2 separate regions of the Sus scrofa genome follow, and region 2 is linked to region 1. Evidence: chromatin contacts called from public Hi-C data. All regions are on one chromosome and are shown on one strand. Each heading gives the region's core, a stretch centred on a gene start, on an enhancer-like site or on the middle of the called end of the contact. The rest is flanking DNA. Distances are from core to core; before and after follow the strand shown. Region 1 overlaps DAP3 (28S ribosomal protein S29, mitochondrial). Region 2 holds the start of THBS3 (thrombospondin-3).

Region 1 (5,681 bases), core at 2,115-4,614:
TTGAAACAAAGCACACAGAAGAAATGACATCCTTTGGCTCCTAAGCTAAAAATCACCCGCACAGTCAAGTTTGATATTTCAGTAAGAAGGAATAATTTCTGAGGCTGAAAATAACTGAGCAGGAATTAGTCAAAAGACCCAATTTTGCCAATAAACTGCTTGTAGTTAATTATGAATTCTTTCAATGGCTATGATGCAACCCAAGATTACACTCTTTGGGTTGAAGTTATGACCACAAAAGCTATTTTCTGAAAAGCTATTAGGCTGAAGAACAACGAATGATACATCTAATCCAAATATCATTTCTATTTGGCTTAGGAATATATTATGTTTTGCTTTTCTACACATGTATTTTCATTGTATTTTGCTAAGGCAAATATTAAATTCATTTTTATCAACTATTTGAAGGCTGAATGAAGTCTATAGAAATCTGTTGAAAAAAAAAAAAAAAAAAAGGGAGTTCCCGTCGTGGCGCAGTGGTTAACGAATCCGACTAGGAACCATGAGGTTGCGGGTTCGGTCCCTGCCCTTGCTCAGTGGGTTAACGATCCGGCGTTGCCGTGAGCTGCGGTGTAGGTTGCAGATGCAGCTCGGATCCCGCGTTGCTGTGGTTCTGGCATAGGCCGGTGGCTACAGCTCCGATTCGACCCCTAGCCTGGGAACCTCCATATGCCGCGGGAGCGGCCCAAGAAATAGCAAAAAGACAAAAAACAAAAAAAACAAAACAAAAAAAAGAAATCTGTTGGGTAACACAAGAAAAAGAGTGGGATATTGTTTGTTTATTTAAGAATAGTTTGCCTGGCTCCAAAAAGGATTTAAAGTGGTGAACTACAGATAAACATTTGCTTAAAGTAATTATAACAACAGTAATATTCACAAGAGATAATCAACAGCTGAATTTATCTTTTTTTTTTTTTTTTTTTTTTTTTAAAGATTCAAATTAAGTCTTTTGGAGTTCCCTGGTGGCCTAGTGGTTAAGGATTCAGTATTATCACTACTGTGGCTTAAGCTGGATGCCTGGCCCAGGAACTTCCTGTGACAGACATCATCAAAAAAAAAAAAAAAAAAAAAAAAAAACACAAATCTTTTATAGCTTTCTCCTCACTGAATCCCACCCCTCTGCTATCAACAGCTTGTGTTATGAGGTCCCTCCAATTCCCTCCCGTTTTGAGCACCTGCATTGCAAAGCGAGGAGGCAGGCCATGGGGGAAGACAGTCTTCAGCTCCTGGAGGGATATGTTGTAGTGCTGACCCTCGTGCTGCTCCCTATGCTTGGCCTATGAAATAAAAATGCAAACAGGTATAATGGATAGAGTGACAAAGACTTTGAAAAAGTAGCGAGGGTCATCTAGTCCATACTGAGGAAACACTTCTCTCAGAGCTGGAAAAGACAGCTTTCATTTCTTAGGCAAAACCTCGTTGTTATCCCCAAATCCAGTGTGTATATAAAGCTGATGTTGGTCTGAATGATGAAGCCAGTTGCTCAGCAACGTAAACCCTAGATATAGAGAGAGCAGGGACAATTCTTGCCATCTGGATTCTTCTAAGCTGTGTATAGAGATGCTCCAGTCACATGACAAGATCATCTGCATGCTGCTGTTGCCATAGAAACCCCAGAGGAACTGGCAGATAAAGGGACTACAATTACATGGAAAGCTGAAAGGCACTTCAATGACTTCATTCATTTATTCTGTTTCATCTTGTGCTTGTGAAAGTGGATGAACACTAGAGACATAAATAAAACACACCCTGCTGAGATGGTGTTTTGGGCAATGAGTTTATTTTTTTCCCCTTCCACCCGCACAGCATATGTTAAGATGGGGCAACTCAGGGGGTAGGGACAAAAAGGGACACAAAAGCTATTGGTTCTCTTCACATTTAAGACATTTAAGCACAGACCACACAACAAATTTCACTTATAAAAGGCAACAATAACACTGAGGAAGAAGAAATCAACATTTAGCCCAATGGGACCTGAAGTAGAAAATGCAACACTGGATATTGCTGGAATCCTGGCTTCTGCTGACAAACTTCACTTTAAAATGCTGCTCTTCTCAACTTATCAAGCTAGTTCCCTTTCCAGACACCATAGGAAATCCACTTAGAAAGGTGAAAGTACCAGATTGGCTGGTACCTGCCCTGCTATGTGATCCTGGGCAAGTAAGTCAATTTCTTTAGGATTCTCCATAGCAGGATTGGTGAACCAAGGCTGGCTACCCATTTTTGTAAATAAAGTTTTACTGTAACACAGCCACACCCATTTGTTTACGTCAGAGCTAAGTAGTTGTGACAGAGACCACTTTGGCTCATATGCCTAAAATAATCACTATCTGTTTCCTGAAGGAAAAATTTGCCAATCCAACATATAGTAAGATCAATAATAACTACTTAATTTAACTTCTAAGGAACTGACTTATTAAGTATTTACCATGTACCTACTCTATGCCCCACACAACCCTTGGCATGAAGTGAGTTCAATGGTAGGAATTAGAATAGATGTGGATTGACCTGAATTATGCTACCATGGTATCAGAGATGGATGGGGAACACTGGGGTTCCATAACGCTGTTGCAGGTACATTGCCTGACTATATTTAAATCTGCTTAGCTTCTTTGGGTTTCCGTTTTCCTGATATGTAAAATGACTTAAAGGTCCTGAAAAAAATCCATATGCACATTAGCAACTCACCGGATCATCCTCACTGGTGCGAGAAATAGCTCTGGGACTCTTAACTGGAACCTGGTTATCCAGATGAGCAGCAAGGCTTTGGGGTGCCTGGGTCCCCATATACAAAACATGTCCAGGGTCCAACTATAAAAGAAACCATTTTAGTGTTCTGGAATTACTAGGCTTTTTATTCTTGCTACAACACTGAGGTGTTCCCCCCGCCCCACCCCCCTTTTTAGGGCTGCATCTGTGGCATACGGAAGTTCCCAGGCTAGAGGCTGAATCGGAACTGCAGCTGCTTGCCTACACCATACCCACAGCTATGTGGGATCCGAGCTGCGCCTGAGACCTACGCTGCAGCTCATAGCAATGCAGGATCCTTTGACTCACTGAGAGAGGACAGGGAATGAACCCGTATCCTCGTGGATACTAGTCGGATTCTTAACCCAGTGAGCTACAACGGGCACTCCTACGACACTGAGGTTTTAAGACATATCTGCCATATGGAAAAATATCACTAACATGCATTTTAGTTTTATGTAAACCAGATTCCTGTTATTCTTTATAGTTCTCTAAGTCCAATCATATTATTCATACTGTGAATCGGTTCCAACTTGCTATGTCTGGGCTCTGTCCCATATGGAAACAATTCCATCAGAGATTGTTCAGGAGCATAGCTAGCCATTAACAACCTAACTCAGGAAACGACATTTAATGCTCTTGCCCACAGTGATGAATGGTGGCCAGTATTGTACAATTCCCAGCTGTCTAGTAATCCTAGTGACCTCAGTTATTAGGGGATTAGTGCAGTGTTCCTATTTGATAGGTATAATTACACTCCCTGCAACAATTTTCTTGCTAGCTGTGCCCTGAAATAAAGAATCCTTTATTAAGGACATGTAATGAGGGAGTGTGTAAAGCATCCAGCTAAGTGAAAATAAACTGCTCTCCAGGCATGTCAGTGAACTGCACTTGGAAACCTCAGAAGTGGGGAAGGGTTAGGGGAGAGGATGAGATCTCAGGAGACAAATCTGAGAAAAAGCTAACTGGAGAATTCCCAAACTGGGTACAAGGATAAGAGGCCTTGTGTAGAAGTGAAAAGATGCCAGTTACAAGACAAAGATTAGAGTATGAAGCCAGCAAAATCAGGCGAATGGAGGTGTGAGAGATGGCTCTAATAAGGGAGTCTCTTGCTAGGTCAATAAGTAATATGAAAGCTGCCTGAACCAAGCAGCTTCATGAGTGTAGACAAGGTATACTGTTTTTGTACTACCTCTCCTAATACTTACCCATTTAACAAGAAGACCTTAAACTCCATTAACAACTTTATTTTTTCCCCCAAACTGATACCTTCACCTCTAAATCTCTGACTTTTCATCTTTCATAGTCTAGGAGATTTGTGCTCCCCAATACGTTTAACCTTCAGCTAATCAACAAAGCTTGGATGGTTCCCTACTAATATCAAAATAAGTCTCAAAGTCCTTAGCATGATAATCAAGGCCACTGGTAGGAGTTCAACCTACATTTCTAGTCCTATGCCTTTCCAAACTCTATACTCCAGCCAGACAACCATGCTAAAATATGTTCTTCATTTTCATGGCTTTATACTTCTGTTCATTCTACTTCAAATTCCCTATTTAATCTTACTCATCCTTTAGGGCTTATCTCAAATGTCAAATCCTCTGTGAAGATTCTCCAGACACCTCCAGGCAAAAGTAATTATCTTTCCCTCCATAGGGATAGCATTTTCTTTGTACTGCATGCACTTTTACTCTGCTTTGGACTACATTCACAGCTTCTGTTAACTGAGTACCTACAAGATGCTGGGCAATATAGGGTTATACACACATTATTTTTGAACCATGAATCCTAGAAGATAGGTAGAATGTTATGTCTATTTTATTGATGAGGGAAACCAAGGTTTGGGGAACTTAACTTTGTCTAAGGTCACAGGGTGGGTAACTGATGAAACTAGAATTCAAATCCAAGTTTGTCTGACTCCAAAATCTTTATCCTTTTTATATCATTTTGTCTCCTGTTCTAGGCCACAAGCACTTGGAGAAAGGATCAGGTTTTATTCATATCTGATAAACTATTTCTTTTTTTTTTTTTTTTGTCTTTTTTGTCTTTTGTTGTTGTTGTTGTTGCTGCTATTTCTTGGGCCGCTCCCGCGGCATATGGAGGTTCCCAGGGTAGGGGTTGAATCGGAGCTGTAGCCACCGGCCTACGTCAGAGCCACAGCAACGCTGGATCCGAGCCTCGTCTGCAACCTACACCACAGCTCACGGCAACGCCGGATCGTTAACCCACTGAGCAAGGGCAGGGACCGAACCCGCAACCTCATGGTTCCTAGTCGGATTCGTTAACCACTGCGCCACGACGGGAACTCCTGATAAACTATTTCTATGTCTACTCCCATATTTTGCCTGTAAGCCATTTTGGAAATACAGCAACAGCAACAACAACAAAAAATATACAAAACATATACACAAAACTCAAACAGTATCATGTATAGAGCGAGGCCAGTGTGAATTCAAGGCCTGTTATGTCAGCATAGTGATCTGAACAATACACCCCACTACTGATACAATTTTCTCATTTCTACTGGAAAGTATCATGTCTCTAAGGCAGCAGTCAAGTGGAAAATTATAGACATTCAAGGGCCACAAGGTGGTGCTATTTCTACAAGAAACCTATGACTTTTTAGTTAAACGCTAATTTTGCAGCACATTAAAAGCTAGCAAAATGGATTCCTTACTTCTTAATGTCATATATGGCATCACCTAGCTAGTCTCATTTCCAGGGAAAACAACCACGTGTACAACTGCCTCTGCACAGTTTCAGGATGAAAATCACACAGTTCAAAAAACAGCATTCATGAGCCAATAAAGGTTACTCTAAACCAATCCACAAAAAGCATAAAATTCTTCTGACATTTCTCTGCAGTTCTTTCTCAGGTCTTTCTCGCCTGCTAATAAGGAAGAAGAAATTGTAGACTTTTAATGGAATCCATC
Region 2 (5,681 bases), core at 1,932-4,431, 340 kb after region 1:
CTGTTCTCTCCTACTCTCCTTTCCCTTCCATGTGTCATCGGCCTATTCATCTCTACCTCCCTGCCCAGCAGGTGCCTCTGGATGCCCTGACTAGCTTAATCTCTAGTCTACCACGTACTCCATCACAACAACATTGTGTCTCCCCACTGGACTATGTGTTTCTTGCAGCTGAGTCACCTGCATCTGGATTGGCATATGCTGCTGTTCAATAAAGATGTGTTGCACTGAATCAACTGAACTCTCTCATTGACAGTCCCCCTACCCAAGCCACCTACCTCTTTTCGAAGGTGGGTGATGATCTTGTGTGGTACCGAGATGACTTCTCCTTGACTGGTCCGAAGGGCAGGCAGAGTTCCTGACATTGACAAAGAAGTATGGCCACCAGATCCTTAACTGCTTATCCATATATTATTGCACCACATCCCTGTCTGTCTCCTGCTCTTCCCCTTGTACATTCCCTTCCTCACCACCCCCACCGCCACCCAGGGACACTGGATACCTGAAGGGCTCCGCCAGGGGTTGGTGATCTTGTGCACCTTGAGTGGGGCACCAGTAAATCTGGCATAGGTCTGCAGGGAAGGAAGCAGAAGGCAGAGAGGCCAGGGACATGGCCCCCACAGGGGAATCAAGAAAAGAAATAACATTTATTGAATACCTTTTGTGTTATGCCCTATGCTTCATAATTGCCTTACCAAAAAAAAAAAAAAAAAAGTTGACATTATGTTCTTTTTTTTTTTTTTTTGTCTTTCTGCCATTTCTTGGGCTGCTCCCTCGGCATCTGGAGGTTCCCAGGCTAGGGGTCAAATCGGAGCTGTAGCCGCCGGCCTACACCAGAGCCACAGCAACTCGGGATCCGAGCTGTGTCGACAACCTACAGCTCACGGCAACACCGGATCCTTAACCCACTGAGTGAGGCCAGGGATCGAACCCACAACCTCATGGTTCCTAGTCGGATTCATTAACCACTCCGCCAAACGGGAACTCCTATGTTCCCATTTTACAGTGGGTAACACAGGGCTCAGAGAGATGATGGACATGTCCATGATTACAAGTCAGCCAGAAAAATCCTTTCCTCTACCTTCTTTCCTGCCATTTCCCGGTGAACACTTAACCTCATTTGGAAGCACTGACCATGCCTTTCTTTGGAGTCTCTATGGACTGTTCATACTTATAACTTAGCACCAGAACATTTTATTACACTTATTTGCTGACATGTCTACCTTTCTGTAAACACCACCAGGGGAGGGACCACATGCTATTTATCTTTGCATGCCAATGTTTGGTATTTGTAAGATGCCTAATACATGCTTATTAAATGAAAGAGTGAATGAATGAGTGAACTAGTCTGACTCCAAAGCTCTATCTACAGAGCCTGGCTGTGGGCTTTTTGGTTCAATGAACAATAACCTCAGTCAGTGCTGTTGAATGAGGAGGAGGAGGGAGGGAGGTTGAGAAGGCAGAGACCTGCGGAGTCGGAGAACTCTGAGATCGTCCAGCCTCAGTAAACAAGCGGATGAAGAAAACAGCGCCCAGAGAGAAGGGATCGCTCCAAGGTCACACAGCCAATAAATGGACATGCGAGAACTAAAACTCATCTCCTGAACCTCTGACCAGCACCCGTTCCATTGCCAAACAAAAACTAGGCTGCTAATGGCAAAGGACACGGTATGTGAGTCCATACTGGCCAGGCACGCTCTTTGATTGCCTCAGTTTCCCCCAATGCGCCCGTGCTGAGGCGCCCTGGCAAAATCCGGTGATTGGCTAGTCCGAGCCCCCTCCCCAGTCCTCCAGGGCGCAGCAGAGGGCGCTGGCGCCACCCCTCACCAGCACGGCCAGACTGTCCAGGTCCACGGACGGCAGCCCCCAGCCCCCTGACCAGCAGAACAGCTCCATGGGCGCCGCCATCTTGCCCGCCCTTTGTCCCGGAAGCACCTCCCCCTGCGCTTCAGCCCTCCTCCGCGCGGATCCGCCCCCCGCCCCTACGACTGTTCACAGTGGGGAGCTGGGGGGAGGCCCTCGGGAAGGCGCTGCTTATCCCAGCCCAGAAGGCGGCCTGACGGCGTGGGGCGGAACCGAAGGCTTCGGGGGAGGGCGGCAGCGGTCCGATCCACAGGCGGCTCGCGAAGGGGGGAAGGGCTTTCATCCCGGCGCGCCTAAGAGAGTCCCGGAGCCTTGGCCGAGGGGAGCCCCGAGCCTCTGAAGGCTCAGCGGGCCCAGAAGGGGGCTTTGGGCTCCTGGGCAGGCTCTGGGTGCCCTCACAGATCTGCAAGAGGTCTGGGCTGCTTCGGGCCCCCTCAGGGCTCGGCCCCGAGCGGGGGCTGCGGGGGGGGTCCCCCGAGCCGCATGTTTTCCACAGCGCGTTATGTTTGGAGCCGGCCCCGCGCCTCCTGTCGCCATGGAAACAAAACAGGGGCGGTGGCGGAGGCCGAAGCTAGGCCGGGCTGGGGCCTGGGTGGGGGGAGGGGAGGTGGGGCTCTGGGACTGTTGCCTTGGCAACGGGAACCGAGGCGCCCCTCCGTTTCATCCGGGTCGTGGCCTGTCTGCCTGTACCCCCAAGTGTTCTCAGTCTGCCCCCCGGCCCCTGGCCTGTCCTCTGGTCTCCTCCTGTCCTTGGCGTCCCTTTCCCTATTTCTTCACTCCAGCCTCACTGACCACTGTTGTAGACTTTCCCTCCAGTTTCCACCAGACTCTTCTAGACTCCCAGGTTTTCCTAGTAATGAAGGAAAGTGGAAGCACAGGGACAAGGCATGGGACCATCACCCTAATAAAGAGCACTTGCTCTGTCGGAGGAGCAAACGTCATGCCATGTGGGCATCCCCTGGGCACTATAGCAAGCTAGTTTCAGCCACTCCCTTGGAATTCTCTCGTACCAGCTGTGGAATAATGCTCACTGTCTGGCACTGCCCCTGCCAAAGTTGCCTGCCTTCCCCAACTGTGGCTTCCAGAAGACAGTAGCATTCGGTAGCAACCCCCAAGAGCGAGATGCAGGGGAGAGGGAGGCACCTGGGGGAGAGCACCATTAGGGAGAGGCGCGAGGCAAGGAGGCCTCCAGGACTCTTCCTCAGTGCCCCTGGTTCCCGGAGCTGAGGATGCCTCCAGGGTGATTGGCAGCTCTTTGTTTCAGCCCCCCCTCACCGCCTGCCGGCCCCCCCCTCCAGTCCCTCCGCCCCCCTCTCCTGCTCTCCGCCTAGCCTTTTCCCCTCCCAGCCGCCTGCCTGCCAGGGGTAGTGAGCCGGCTGAGCGGCATGGAGACGCAGGAACTTCGGGGGGCCCTGGCTCTTCTCTTCCTTTGCACTTTCGCATCTGCCAGTCAGGACCTGCAGGGTAAGCCAGTACCAATTCTCAGAGCCCCCTCTCTGCCTCCTCCCCACTTGCCCCCAGCCTAGTAGCAGGGAACATGTGGGCAAGGGGAGAGGGGAGAGTCCTGAAATTGAACCGGAGGGAAGAGTTGATGAAATTATGATCCTGTGGGGAGGAGCTGACACCAGAAGGTGGCGGATGAGTGGGAACTGGCCAGGGTCAGCATGAGGCCAGGGCTGTGGACTCAGGAGGCAGGATGCTAGGGCTGCCTGGCTGGTTTGGTGTCTGAGCATCCCCAGACACTCCAGGGTCTGGGAGAGCAGCTCAAAGGTGGGTTTCTTCCACCTTTGGGCTCCTAGTTGCCTAAGAACCGGGTGGGGGTGGGGACCAAGAGGTCTGGGCTCTCCTGGAGGTCTGGTGGTAGGATGGGTCTGTGGGTGTGGGAGAGGTAGCTGGAGCAGATGACACAGGCACAGATTCTTTACAGGCTGGAAGGGAAACCACAGATTGGCCAGGACACAGGAGGCAGAGAGCTGGGTCCCAGGTTCCTGTGGGAGAGAGCCAGACAGTAGGAGGGTCGAAGTCTTCAGTGGGCAGCTGTTCTCACCCAGAGCGAGTGTGCTGAACCCCCCAGGACGGGAGGAGGAGCATTTAGGGGCATTTAGAGCCAAACCCAGCCGTGTGAAGAGAAACGGCCTTCCTATTTCTGCGCTGTGGGCACCAGGTGCTACTCCTGCCTTGAGATCAACACAGTGACTCCTTTGCGCCACCTGGTGGGGGCATCTCACATTCGCGGGGCGCTGTTGCTGTATTTCCAGTTGAGCCTCAGGCCTGCCGGTTCTCGGAGTGGCAGTAAGGAAGGCACAACGCCTTGTCCTCTGACAGCAACAAGGGTTGGATTTCCAGGAGGTGACTAACACTGTCGGGTGGTGATGAAGGATGCCGCCCCACCCCTGAAGGCTCAGAGAGAGCAGGCCTTAGCATTTGACAGGGGTCTGACCTTAATCATCTCTGCTTGGTCAGTGATCGACCTGCTGACTCTGGGCGAGTCCCGGCAGATGGTAGCTGTGGCGGAGAAGATTCGGACAGCCCTGCTCACCGCTGGGGACATCTACCTCTTGTCCACCTTCCGTCTGCCCCCCAAGCAGGGTGGTGTCCTCTTTGGCCTCTACTCTCGCCAAGACAACACACGATGGCTGGAGGCCTCTGTTGTGGGCAAGATCAACAAAGGTGACTGGCGGGGCATCTCCCTTCCTGCCATGGTGACTCCTTCGAGCACTCAGACCCCTCCTAATTTTCTTTGGGCTCCCCTGGGGACTATGGACCCATCAGGCTGTGCCCAGGCACCAGGGGCACCTGGTAAGGGGTACTTAGTGCCTTAGGGGGGCCAGGCACCCAAACAGTAGGGTGAGGCATTTGTTGGAATGGGGAATTGTATGTGGGGATGCCTGGGGGGAGGGGAGGCATGTTTCTCTGACCCAGTAGTGGTATAAAGAGGTCCCTCAGATCCCTGGAATGGATCTGGGGATACAGAACCAGCTGCAACAGTAGCGGGGGATATAGTGATCTAATGACACGGAAGAGTTAGAAAGTCCAAGTCTTTGAACCAATTTGAAGAACATTTAGGAGTTCCCACTGTGGCGCGGTCCCTTAAGAATCCGCCTGCAGTGGTTCAGGTTGCTGTGAGGCACGGGTGGTTCAATCCCTGGCCCAGAACCTTCATGTGCCGTGGGTGTGACCATAAAAAATGTAGTGTGTACCGCTTATGTGCAAGGCGTGGAGAGATACATAGCTGAATAAAGAAAGATAGTCCTAGAAATGTGGTTTTCAGAAGAAATTATCCAAGGTTCAACTGGGAGACAGGGGATAAGGGACAGTGCCAATACTGACCTCCCCTTCTGGACAGTGCTGGTGCGGTACCAGCGGGAGGATGGCAAAGTCCACGCGGTGAACCTACAGCAAGCAGGCCTGGCAGATGGGCGCACACACACCGCTCTCCTGCGACTCCGAGGCCCGTCCAGACCCAGCCCTGCCCTGCAGCTGTACGTGGACTGCAAACTGGGCGACCAGCATGCTGGCCTTCCGGCACTGGCCCCTATTCCTCCAGCAGAGGTCAATGGGCTGGAGATTAGGACTGGACAGAAGGCTTATTTGAGGATGCAGGTGAGCAGGAAGGGAGGACCCCCTGAGTGTCTGTGGAAACAGTTTGCACCAGTGGGAGGAGGAGTCGGTAGGTCCTCCCACCCTGCTCTGTTCTTGTCCCCCCAGGGCTTCGTGGAATCAATGAAAATGATTCTGGGCGGGTCCATGGCCCGGGTCGGAGCCCTGAGTGAGTGTCCGTTCCAGGGGGATGAGTCCATCCACAGTGCAGGTAACGTAGA

What was found. Hi-C and Micro-C count contacts between places; a contact is called where the count stands out from the background.
Region 2: a contact with region 1 is called in a Hi-C map of embryonic fibroblasts, with 3 times the contacts expected there. The contact joins the promoter of THBS3 here to the enhancer-like site in region 1. A contact is called at or near these places in 2 of 5 promoter capture datasets (fetal liver and liver), 10 of 47 Hi-C or Micro-C datasets (alveolar macrophages, blood, embryonic fibroblasts and 6 more) and 2 of 2 datasets of contacts at active chromatin or transcription factors (alveolar macrophages and skeletal muscle).

What each region holds. Positions count from the first base shown.
Region 1 is chr4:94,270,712-94,276,392 of Sscrofa11.1, forward strand. It overlaps DAP3 (28S ribosomal protein S29, mitochondrial), which reads right to left. Exons shown (of 13, transcript XM_021089714.1): 3 at 2,689-2,811; 4 at 1,176-1,277. Among named protein-coding and RNA genes, the nearest start is that of MSTO1, 21 kb to the left of the region's middle. Within about 2 kb of position 3,365, at least 5 of the 83 cell types and tissues checked have an H3K27ac peak or open chromatin away from gene starts, as enhancers often do. A contact at or near this core is called in embryonic fibroblasts, where this site is marked.
Region 2 is chr4:94,609,521-94,615,201 of Sscrofa11.1, forward strand. It overlaps THBS3 (thrombospondin-3), which reads left to right and starts at 3,182. Exons shown (of 23, transcript XM_013997018.2): 1 at 3,182-3,324; 2 at 4,324-4,530; 3 at 5,207-5,463; 4 at 5,569-5,671. The coding sequence starts at 3,246. MTX1 (metaxin 1) reads right to left here and starts at 1,919. Exons shown (of 8, transcript NM_001039750.1): 1 at 1,825-1,919; 2 at 500-569; 3 at 276-355. The coding sequence starts at 1,905.